2 separate regions of the Sus scrofa genome follow, and region 1 is linked to region 2. A link is a contact called in public Hi-C data. All regions are on one chromosome and are shown on one strand. The core of a region is the stretch at or near the end of the contact, and the rest is flanking DNA. Distances in the headings are between cores, read along the strand shown. Region 1 holds the start of RAB1A (RAB1A, member RAS oncogene family). Region 2 has its middle 51 kb from the start of ACTR2.

The links. Hi-C and Micro-C count contacts between places; a contact is called where the count stands out from the background.
Region 1: a Hi-C map of liver shows a contact between it and region 2, with 5 times the contacts expected there. The contact joins the promoter of RAB1A here to the enhancer-like site in region 2. A contact is called at or near these places in 1 of 5 promoter capture datasets (liver), 9 of 47 Hi-C or Micro-C datasets (alveolar macrophages, embryonic fibroblasts, heart right ventricle and 2 more) and 1 of 2 datasets of contacts at active chromatin or transcription factors (alveolar macrophages).

Annotation. Positions count from the first base shown.
Region 1 is chr3:76,836,011-76,842,261 of Sscrofa11.1, forward strand. RAB1A (RAB1A, member RAS oncogene family) reads left to right here and starts at 1,663. Exons shown (of 6, transcript NM_001031787.1): 1 at 1,663-1,685. The coding sequence starts at 1,663.
Region 2 is chr3:76,777,199-76,783,021 of Sscrofa11.1, forward strand. No RefSeq gene overlaps it. Among named protein-coding and RNA genes, the nearest start is that of ACTR2, 51 kb to the left of the region's middle. Within about 2 kb of position 1,328, at least 19 of the 83 cell types and tissues checked have an H3K27ac peak or open chromatin away from gene starts, as enhancers often do. A contact at or near this core is called in liver, where this site is marked.

The sequences.
Region 1 (6,251 bases), core at 413-2,912, 59 kb after region 2:
GTGTACTATTTGATGAGGTTGTCAACTAAGGCACATGCTGGAATTTGTCCCTTAAGGCATATAGTTAGTAAGTGGGTAGAAAAAAGAACTGTCTTCTTTCCATATTTTGGTGTCATGGGAATTTTGCAATCAATCTTTGGAGATAATTTTCTTGGTTCTTAGGACAAGTTGGAAGATAAACTTTGGACAATGTATTATACTATGCCCTTTGTAATTAAGTAACCCGAGATAATGTGTTAAAGTTTAGTGGAGTTTTGAATCCCTGAGCTAATTAAAGAGAGCTGTTAAGACCATAAGGTTTTTAAAAAATTTGTTACTATTATTCCTGGAGTTTCCAGGCATTATATAGTGATGATCTGCACTATCGGTTATTAATTTCCAATCTTGTAGAATGGCTCAGAATGAAATAACTAAAAACAAGTACAATTCAATCCAAAGGCTGGAGCCAGGGCAGAAAGATCACGAATTTTTGTCTGGCTCCAGGTTGTGTCCGGTCCACACAATGTGGGGGCACTGAGAGGCGTGTGGGTAATGATGGAAACGTTACTTCAGCAAGTGAAATCTGGTTATAGGTGCAAAACGGCCCAGGGCAGAGAAGAGACAGAGGCAGATAGTCCACTCGGCCAAGTGTGCTGCAATATCCAGGCTGAGGTGATCAGAGTAGGGCTGGAAAGAGAATGGTAAGAAAATGGTAGTGCCTGTAGCCAACACTGGACGATGACCAGACCCAGTGGAGCTGCATGAGAGAGGAAGAGAACTTAAAGTACGGCTTCGTGTTTTCCAGAGACCCAAAGTTTTCCGTGGAGGCCCCTCGACTCTTCTTCCATGCTTAGAGCGGACGCCCTGGGACCAGCAGGGAAGCTCAAGGCTCAAGCTGGTCAGGCCAGCATAAGGCGCACAGGAAGTAGCACCGGCCAGGTGCGTCCTTCAAAACCCCACTGTCCCCTTCCCTGCGCCTCGGCACTCGAGCTACCCCTTGGATTCTGTGCAACCTCTCTCCCCACCCTCCGGGTGCCCTGTTCCCCACCCCCCTCTTCCGCCAGCGGCCGGCACCGCCCTCTGTCCCTCCCCTCCCCCTCCCCCGTGGGGCGCTGACTCGCCCGGCTGCCACGTCTCACTGATGACATCACCAGGGCCTCTTGGCCTTAGCCAATCCGCTAGGGGGAGTCCGAGCGAAGTCCTAGCCAGCGAGTCAGCGGGGAGGGGAGAAGGGAGGGGCGGAGCGGGGGGAGTAAGATAGGGGGGCATGGGGCGGGCGACAACCCCTCAAATACGCATGCCCCAGAGGCGCGGGGCTTGGCGGGAAGCTGAGTCCGGATCGCGACACCGCATTGTCGTTCCCCAGCGCCTGCTGCCGAGCTTGCAACTCTCTTTCCCGGCATGCCACGCGGTGCGGCCGCCCTTTGGGCTGTGTAAAGGCCCCTCGGTCTAAGGCTTTCCTATTTCCTGGTTCGCCGGCGGCCATTTTGGGTGGAAGCGACAGCTGAGTGGTGGCTGCTGCTGATTGTGTTCTAAGGGGACGGAGTGGGGGGAAGACGTTTGCTCTCCCGGAACAGCCTATCTCATTCCTCTCCTTCGACTACCCGTGGCGCGGAGAGTCAGGGCGGCGGCTGCAGCAGCAAGGGCGGCGGTGGTGGCGGCGGCGGCAGCAGCTGCAGTGACATGTCCAGCATGAATCCCGAATAGTGAGTGCAGGAGAGCACCGGTTGGCTGTGTCCGTGGGCCAGCTCGGGAAAGCTTAGGGGGGGCGAGGAGAGTGAGGGCCTTGGCCAGGATGAGGGGAAGGTGATGGGGCAGGACAGGTTAGCGGCGGGGAGTCGGGCCCCATTGTTTGACGGAGGAGGGGCGGTCGGGGGGAGGGGTCGGGCCGGAGGGGTAAGCGGCCCTGGCCTGGACCCAGTCTGGTTGGAGGGCCTGAGTGCCAGGTCGGTGCGGAGGAACAGTCTGTTAAGGGGGTTGGGGCGTTGGGGAGTTGGTGGTGGGTTGGGAAGGGGTAGCTTCTTTTGGAAGCAGTGGTTTGTGAAGGAGGACTTGTTTTTGAGGGGAGGAGATGGGTGGGAGAACTCTCCTAGAGGGCACTGTCAGACCCTGCGCCCGCATCCTGCGGAGCTGTCAGAACCGTCGGGGTGGAAACCAGCTTTACTTGTAAATCTTGAGCTTGTTGGCTCTCACTTCTACCTTCCCCGTCAGGTTGCAGGTAATATGGATGCTTTTCAGGACTGCGTGGGATTGAGGGGAATGAGTAGATGGTGAAAATCGATATAAAATTTTTAGTTCTTTTTTAGTTATTTCTTGGAGTTCTTTACCAACTCCTCGGGTCATTGCCTTCCTAAAAACCTGGCATTTGTGAGAAATTTTTTTAGAGGACACTGAAGTCATTTTGTCTTGTATAGGTCAAGAGAAAAACAGAACAGGAGCACTAAAACCTAGGGATATCTTTGGTTGGTACCAAATTAAAGGGAATTTTAATTTTCTGCCAAGTTGAAAGGGAAACGAATGGGCCCTATGATCTGTAGGTTTTGGATTACCTACTTGAATGCTTGCAAATAGGGAATGAGGTTCCATGACATGTCATGAAAAGTTAATGCATTTCTTTTTCTTGCTTACTCAAAAAGTCGCCACAGCAGATGTGACACACCTGGCACCTTTTCTGGGAACTGGTGTGTTCACTTTCCTTGGGAAGACTTTATTGGGCTCTCATTAATGGCCCTAAAAAAAAAACCTTCTACATTTTGCATATGTACATTAATGAATAATTGGGGGAGATTTGTTATTCCTCTTCAGTGTCAGAGGGCTTTGGGGGAGGGGAGAATTATTTTAAAGCAAAACCCAGTATTTGTCCTAAATGTTGAGTTTATTTTCTTCTTCGGTCAATTACTGCTAAACTTTTCCCCTAAAAAGGTCCACCCATCAGTTTAGCTGACTGTCATGTGTGTGTCACATGGCTCTTGCAAAATGCATTCTGACTTCAAGTTTTGTAATACTGTGGTTTGATGCTGAAATATCCCTTTTTTTGTACTAAACAGAAGCCATAGTAATTTATTAAAACTTTGTATACTTTAAGACGTTGAGGATAGTGTTCTGATAGTGTCATATTTGCTCTGTCGGCACTTTCCTATTAAGGGCTCCAAGGAGAAAGTTGGTTTTGCATAGTTGGGCAGAGTTGAACTTGAGGTTCCTAACTAGTTTTCCTGGCAACAATAAAGTACATGGATTTTCCATTTTATGGAAGTTCGTCTTCTATTCAGGAAGTTTCTTGTATTTGCTACTTATGTTTAGTACTGTAAATAGGTTTTGAGGATTAACTGAACAGAACCCTGACAAATGATTTAGACTGTGAATCATTCTGTTTCCCCTTTTGTAAAATAGGACAATAGTGATTATTTCTATCAGGGTAGCTGTGAGGCTCAAGTATGTGTAAAAGAATTTGGTAAATTGTAACAGCACTCTGGGTGATATACATCATTATCATGTAAGGCATTCCCGTGGTGCCAGTATTTAGGAATGTAATCCTTATCCTCAAGGAATTTATAATGGAATATAAAAGATAGATTTTATATATGTTAAATACCAGAAGAAATGGCAAGTTCCAGATGTGTGGCATGGGTTGGAACAACAAGATTTTAAAGAATAGTGTAGGGTTATGTTTGGCTAGTAGGGTTCAGGAAGACTTTATAGAAAACAAACCAGTAAAGGAATTATTAGCAATAGATTTGGAGAAGCAGGAGGGAATAAGGAGGATTGTTCAAGGGGGAAGAAGAAAGAACGATGGTTAAATAGCAAGAATAGTTATTCTTAAGTAAATACGGTGCTAAACCATTCTTTCTTTAGAGGACTCTAGATTAATGGCCGCAACAGAATCAAACCCAGAAATTTTTATATTTTTATGGCATTGAGGATGCCAGTACGTGGGCTACTGTATTTATATTCTAGACAGTTTCTAGTAAAATCACTTAAGAGTTTGGGAAAACCTTTGAAAAAGCACTAGTGGCAGGGTGAGAGGAGGTGGTGTTTTATTATGCAAGGTCACAAGAGCAACTAGCAAGTAGATTTTTAGCAATCTGACTCAAGTGGTTTCTTCTTTTTGTCTTTAATATAATACAGAGTTTGTTACCGTCGTAAAAGTAATTAGAGAAAAATTGCAAAATAGAGAAAAAGAAATTCTTAGAGTTTAATCACCCAAATACAAGTCCATTTGCTTTTAAGCCTTGTGCTAAACTTTAAAATCATGTTTTTTTCTTAAGTTAAAACTTTTAATGGATGAGTGCCTTTCATGATTCCACAATGTTATCCTAATAGCTAATATTTATGGCTATTTATGGCATATCGGGTACAGTATAGTACATTATAATGTATGCTATAGCATGCACTTTATATATATGCAAATATGAAAGAATAGTATACCAGGTAATAATGTTTAAAGGTGCAACCTAAATATTCTTTGTTTTGGTTCATCATCTATTTATTTATCCTTTTAGAAACTTTTAAAATCTGCTTTATGAGTGCTGTTCAATTTGGTAATGAAAATGAGTTCTTGATAAAAGAAAAAGTTTAGTTTTCTTAGTATGAACAGGATTTTAGATGTATATAGGTATGAAATATATTACCTCTTGGTAGTTTTATTTCTGAATGCTTTTATGTTATGATCTTTAAGTTGTAATCTTTGGTTTAGTAGTAAGGAGAATAAGAAATACATCAATTAGTGATTAAATTTTAAGCTTTCTCTGACTACTTTCCATGTTATTTGGCTGATTTGGGAGAAATGGTGACCCTTCGTTATTTTTATAGTAGAAATTAAGGTAATGACTGACTCATTTGAACTTCAGGTACTACAAACAAAAACAGAATACAACTGGATGTGGAATCTGAAGTGGTAGGAAAAAAATAGATAAAAAGGATCAGGACTTTTTTTTTTCCCCTGGAGATTTGAAGAAAGATTTTGATTTTTCTGAGTGAGGTGGCAAAGCAGGCAGTGATTATTGTGGCACCCTGGTTAAAAAATATTTAACATGATTCTCATACCAGAGACATTTTTCCTAATCCATTAGCTTCTAGTGGATTTTTTTTTTAGTGTCAAGAAAATCATTTTGGCTGCTTCATCTGTGAGGAATGTGTTGAGAATAAAGTATGTGTATCTATCATGAATATACCAGTTAACTACAGTAAGAAGAATATATGTAGTGGTCTACTTGGATAAAATAGTTTAATGCAGAAAAATTTCATTAAAAAAATTAACCTTGGGAGTTCCCATCATGGTGCAGTGGAAACAAATCTGACTAGGAACCATGAGGTTGTGGGTTCAATCCCTGGCCTCGCTCAGTGGATTAAGGGTCCAGTGTTGCCTTGAGCTGTGGTGTAGATTGCAGATGCGGTTCCCAACTGGTGTTGCTGTGGCTGTGGTGTAGGCTAGTGGCTACAGCTCCGATTAGACCTCTATCCTGGGAACCTCCATATGCCGTGGGTGCAGCCCTCAAAAGACGAAAGACCAAAAAAATAAATAAATAAATAAATAAAATTTTAAAAGTAACCTTGTTTTTAACTCTTTTAAATATCATGGCTTAAGTTTTAGTCTCTTAAACTTTGTTTTCTGTTACAGTAGATTCAAGGAACATTTAGCTTTTTTTCCCCCCCAGCACTGCGCTTTTGATAAATCTGTCTTTTAACTTAAGGGTTTGAAAGTAAGAAGTTAATCAGTTTTGTTATCTGTCTGACAGAATGTAATTTCATTAATAAGTGTATTGTTACTGCCTTTTACACTATTTTTAGTTAGAATTTTTTTTTAAATTAGAAAAGAAGCAGAAATCTACTAAAAATAGGTTATTCTTTTTGTTGGTTGTCTTGATGGCTTGGTGGTATAGGTAGTGATTTTAAAAATTCAGAAAAGTTTGAAGAAGTATTCTCACTATTCAGAATATGATTATTTAATGTCTGTAGAGAACCAACAGATGTAATTCTTTGGGTAATATGTTACCCGTAGCTATATAGACTTTCAGCTAAATAGACTCTTAAGAGTTTTGTGTGAATGAATGATCTTGTAGGATCATTTAAAGAAGATGAAATTTTGCATTTATTTGTCCTTTTCATTGTAATTAAAGTGTAGAGTGTTGATAGTTTCTTACATATTCAAGGGTGGGTATTTGGGGTTTTTTTTTCCTTAAAGATGGAAGATCTTCAGAATCAAGTGTTCTCTTGCCAACTCTTCAGTTGACTTTTAAAGAGAGTTTAGCTTTCTGAGTAGTTTTTTTTTAATC
Region 2 (5,823 bases), core at 78-2,577:
TAAAGCTCACAAACTTAAAGCTGAGAACCCAGATATCAAACAAAACATGATTCCATTAATATAAAGTTCAAAAATAGGCAATACTAAGCTAGGGTGTCAGAGGAAGGATATGATTAACTTAGGGGGCTTTGTGACTGGTAGCAGAGACAGGAGGGCTCTTGGGGTTGTGATACTGTTCTGTTTTATAATCTATGAACATTACAGAAGAGTGTGAAGTTTGTGGAAATTCATGCTGTGCATTAATGATCCCTGCTGTGTAATTTTCTGTATGTGGCACGTCAATAAAAATTTACTTTGAAAATGCCCTTAGTAGTTCCTCTTGGGGCGTAGCGGAAGCAAATCCAACTAGTATCCATGAGGATGCGGGTTCAATCCCTGCCTCAGTGGCTTAAGGAGCCTGCATTGTCGTGAGCTGCGGTGTAGGTCACAGACACGTCTCAGATCTGGCATTGCTGTGGCTGTGGTATAGGCTGTAGGCTGGCAGTTGTAGCTCTGATTCAACCCCTAGCCTGAAAACTTCCATATGTTGTGGGTGCAGCCCTAAAGCCCTCAAACCTGAGATCCAATCTGATTTAACCTTACCTACATGCTATCTTGTCTCTTTGGGTCACTTTTTTCTTTTTTCCTTTCACGGTTATCAGAAACATCATAGTGTTATCAAAAAGGGAAGTTCTCTGTTGCTCCTCACAGCATTGTGAACATAATATATACATGTGTTCTAGAACAGTCTAGTAACACAGCATTAAGCTACGTCACCAACGTGCAAGAGCTGACCAGTTTGGAAAAGCGGAAAAAAAAACTGCAGTGTTGCAACGGCATATGGTATCTACCCCAGTTAGATAAATCATTAACCCAGGTGCTCTGTGGTGAGGGGTAGTTGACTAACCTTGTAAACCAAATCAGGGAGCAAAAGTAAAGAGACTGCAGCCGCCTTAATTTGGTGGGGAGTTCCATGTACCTTCTCAATCCAGTCCAGCTGTTGGTTATCTTACTAAATAAGCTTCCCTCTGATCCGTTAGGGAAAAACAAACAAACAAAAGACCAAACAAAAAAAAACGACCTTCAAGAAAGGTTTTCAAAAGGCTGTTAAGAAAAGCCCAACCAAAATGGCCGTTTACCCCCCTCGACTAACTCATGGGAAACTTTCCAGCAGAGTTGAATTAGTTGTCGATTTCTCTACTAAAAAATGATGAAAAATATTCTTTAAAAATTTAAATGTTTTTACCTTTTTGCAATACGAACTTCCCTTCCCTCGACGACTGCCTTAGCCGCAGCTGCAATAAATATGGATCACGCAGGGAGGTGGGTTCACTCCGCCAGAAGGGGGCGCGCAGGAACGTTACTGAGGATTTCAATTACAATAGGTAGCGTCTGTTTATAGCCCATTGTGGCCGCCAGGTTAAACTACTTGGAATGAGCTACGGTGAATTGCTTCAAAAACTTTGAGCAGTTCTCCACTGTTAACCAAGTAAGTGCAAACTCTGTATTCTACAAAGTTAGTTCAAGATGACTGCTTCAGCGAAAGGTGTTGGCGCATTTTGTTTCTTGTTGGGAAAGTGTGAAATCAGATACAGTGTGTTTTAGGGTAGTGGGAGCAATGACATTTTCTTTAGCTGCCTCACTTCCTCCATTCCCCCTTTGGTGTTAAAAAAAAAATCCATTGCTTTTGAGGGAGAACAAAGCAAGGAGCCAGCCTGGTGAAGAAATGCCCAACACCAAACAGCTTTCTCTGATATTTAAATTTAAACAGTTATTTTCAGCTATTCTTAATACTCATTCCTGGACCTTGTCATTACCTAGAAAGAAACTACAATAGTTTTAGGACTATCACGTTTTTCAAGTACCACTGGAAAAAAGTCACAGATTAAAAAATCCTCATCCAGGAGTTCCCCTCGTGGCTGGGCGGTTAACGAACCCGATGAGGATCTATGGGGATGCGGGTTTGATCCCTGGCCTTGATCAGCGGGTCAAGGATCCGGTGTTGCTATGAGCTATGGTGTAGGTCGCAGACACGGCTGGAATCTGGCTCTGCTAAAGCTGTAGCATAGGCCAGCACCTGTAGCTCTGATGAGACCCCTAGCCTGGGAAACTCCACATGCCAGATGTGGCCCTAAAAAGAAAAAAAATTAAATAAAATAAAAAAATTAAAAATCCTCATCAGGAGTTCTCTGGTGGCTCAGAGGGTTGAGGATCCTGTGTTATCAGTGCTGTTGCTCTGGTTACTGCTGTGGCTCTGGTTACAGCTGTGATGTGGGTTCAGTCCATGACCTGGGAACTTCCTTGTGTCACAGGTGTGCCCCCCAAATCCTCATCTGATTTCATTTTATCAAATGGTTAGTGTTTCTCAGCTTTCTGCTCACAAAATATCAAATGCTAGGTAGCTTGCAAAAGTAGCTCCAATTTAGTTTTTCAAGAGAGTTTTTCAAACCTCTCTCCCAAACCAGTCCAGGGTATCCATATGTATCCCATGTGATGTTGCAATGGGGTACTTTGCAAACAAATCTAAATATGTAAAATAATAAAACATTAGAAGAATGTATAAGAGAATATCTGTATAACCTTGGGAATGGGAAGATCTTAAGCAAGACAGGAAACTCAGAGAAGTTAAAGAAAAAACATAGGTATGTTTGACTACATAAAAATTAATATTTTTGCAACATTAAAGACATCATAAAAATGGAAAGAAAAGGTGAGGGGAAATGTTTGCCACAAAATTGACGGAAAATGGTAAATATCTTAATAAACTAAGCCTCCTATCGATTAATAAACAAAAGACAACACAATAGAAAAATAAGCCAGTGTTATGAAAAGGCAATTCGTAGAAGAGGAACCAGGAAAAGATGTTTGTCTCACTGGCAGTCAGGAAAATGCAATGAATACATGCATGTAAATATATGCCTGAAAAGTACAAAAGTGCTCAATCTATGAGTGGTTGCTTCAGGGCCCAGGAACCTACAGGAGGGTTACAGACATGGGATTTGAAGTCCAAAGGGATTTCAGTGTTAACTGCAATGTTTCATTTCTTTGATTAAAATATATTGATTCAAGGGGAATGTGACACGATGGCAATGGTAATAGTAACAGATGGCAATGGTCATAGGAGATGCATGTGTTCTAGTAATGTTCTGTTTCTTAACCTGGGCTGTTGGTTACAGGGTTGTGCTCAGACTATGAAAATTCACAGAGACACATACTGATACGAGCACTTCAAACAACAAAAACAACAAAATAGTAAGTTTAACTACTTTCTTAAGATATCGTTGACATAAACAAATTATATATATTTAAGGTGTACAACTTGATGTTTTGATATATTGTGATGCCGTTTTTAAACCATCAGATTGAAGGAAAAATAAATTATGATAGATCAAATATATGAACTTTATACAAATGAAACCTGTATATATTGACCTGGTGGGATATCCTCAGGAAGCTAAGTGAAGAAAACAAGCAGTATATATAGACTGACCTCATTTTCATAAGGTTAAGAAGCAAAGACAAGGAGTTCCTGCTGTGGTGCCTTGGGTTAGGAATCTGACTGCAGTAGCTTGGGTCACTGCAGAGGTGTGGGTTCAATCCCCGGGTCAGGGATCAAACCTGTGCCACAGCATAATCAGAGCCACAGAAGTGATAATGCTGGATCCTTAGCCCACTGAGCCACCAGGGAGCTCATATATATATATATATATTTTTTTTTTAAGGTTTTGAGATTTTATTTAAGTCTTTGATCCAGGACATCATCTCTTGCTGATTTAGATTATATTATATCCTCAAGTGTATATTCACAAAGATATATCAATCCTCTTTCCATATTTGGAATATCCCCTTCTGCTGACTTTTTGAAAATTGAAATAGAGTTGTTCTATAATATTATAGATGTTTCAGGTGTACAACACAGTGATTCAAAATTTTTAAAGGTTACATTCCATTTATAGCTAATATAAAATATTGGCTATAATCCCTGTCTTCTATTAAATGTCCTTGTAGCTTATTTTCTGTATAATAGTTTGTACCTCTTAATCCCCTGCCTCTGTATTGCCCATTCCCCCTTCCCTCTCCCCACTGGTAAACCACTAGTTTGTTCTCTATTTCAGTGAATTCATTTTCTTTTTGTTATATTCATAGCTTTTATTTTTTAGACTCCACAGATTAGTGATATTATATGGTATTTGTCTTTCTCTGTCTGAATTATTTCAGTTAGCATAATGCCCTCCAAAATTCATCCATGCTGTTGCAAATGGGAAGTCCATTCTCTTTTATGGCTGAATAGTATTCCATTGTATGTATATACCACACCTTCTTTATCCATTCATCTACTGATGACTCTTAGGTTGATGGTAATTATAAATAATGTTGCTGCGAACATTGGTGTGCATTTCTCTTTTTGAATTCTTGTTTTCTTTTTTGGGATAGATTCTCAAGTGTGGAATCGCTGGGCCATATAGCAGTTATGTTTTTAGTTCTTAGAGAAACTTCCGTACTGTTTTCCACAGTGGTGTACCAATTTACATTCCCACCAATGAGGGTTCCCTTTTCCCCCCATCCTTGCCAACTTTTGTTATGTGTGTTCTTTTTGATGACGGCCATATGACATGTGTGAGATGATATCTCATTGTGGTTTTAATTTGCATTTTCCTGATGGTTAACAAAGTTGAGCATCTTTTCATGTGTCTGTTGGCCATCTGTATATATTTTTGGAAAAAATGTCTATTCGGTCTTCTGCCCATTTTTAATCGAATTATTACTGGAATTGTTTCTAGGTATTGTTGACTAGGAAATATCTCACATATGATAAAACTCACCATTTAAAATTATATAATTCAGGGAGTTCCTGTTGTGGTGCAGTGACTAACGAATCCGACTAGGAACCATGAGGTTGTAGGTTCAATCCCTGGCCTCGCTCAGTGGGTTAAGGATCCGGCATTGCCGTGAGCTGAGGTGTAGGTCGCAGACGCGGGTTGGATCCGGTGTTGCTGTGGCTCTGGCGTAGGCTGGAGGCTACAGCTCCGATTCGACCCCTAGCCTGGGAACCTCCATATGCCATAGGAAGTGGCCCTAGAAAAGGCAAAAAGACAAAAAAATAATAATAAAATAAAATAAAATAATATAATTCAGCAATTTTTAGTATACAAAGTTGCATAAGCATTACTGCTATCTAATTCCAGAACATTTTAATCACTCCCTTAAATACCCCAACAAAACCCTGTACTCATTAACTGTCACTCTCTATTTCTCTTCCCTCTCAGCCCTCAAAACCACTAATCTACTTTCTGTCTCTATGGACTGCTTATTCTGCACATTTCATATAAATGGAATCATATAATATGTATGTGATTTTTTTTGTGCCTGTGTTCTTTCACTTAGCATGATGTTTGTGAAGTTCAACCATGTTGTATGTAGCATGTAACAATAGTCCATTCCTCTTTATGGCCAAATAATATTCCATCATATGGATATAGCACATTTTATTTATCCATTCACCGGGTGTTCATTTATGTCAGTTTTTGGCCCTTATGACTAGGAGTTCTTATGACGTGAATGCTGTGTACAGGTTTTTATGTGGACATACATTTCTAATTTTCTTAGATATTTTTCTAGGAGTGGAAGTGCGGGCTCATACAGTGTGTTTAACATTTTGAGGAACTGCCAGGCCACTTTTTAAAGGCACTGCATTATTTTACTTTCCTACTATTAATGCATGAGGATACTAATTTCTCCACATCCTCTGTGACACCTGTTATTGCCTGTAATTTTTTTTATAGCCATTCTGGTGAATATGAAGTGTATCATGTTTGTTTTAATTTGATTTTTCCTGAAGGCTAA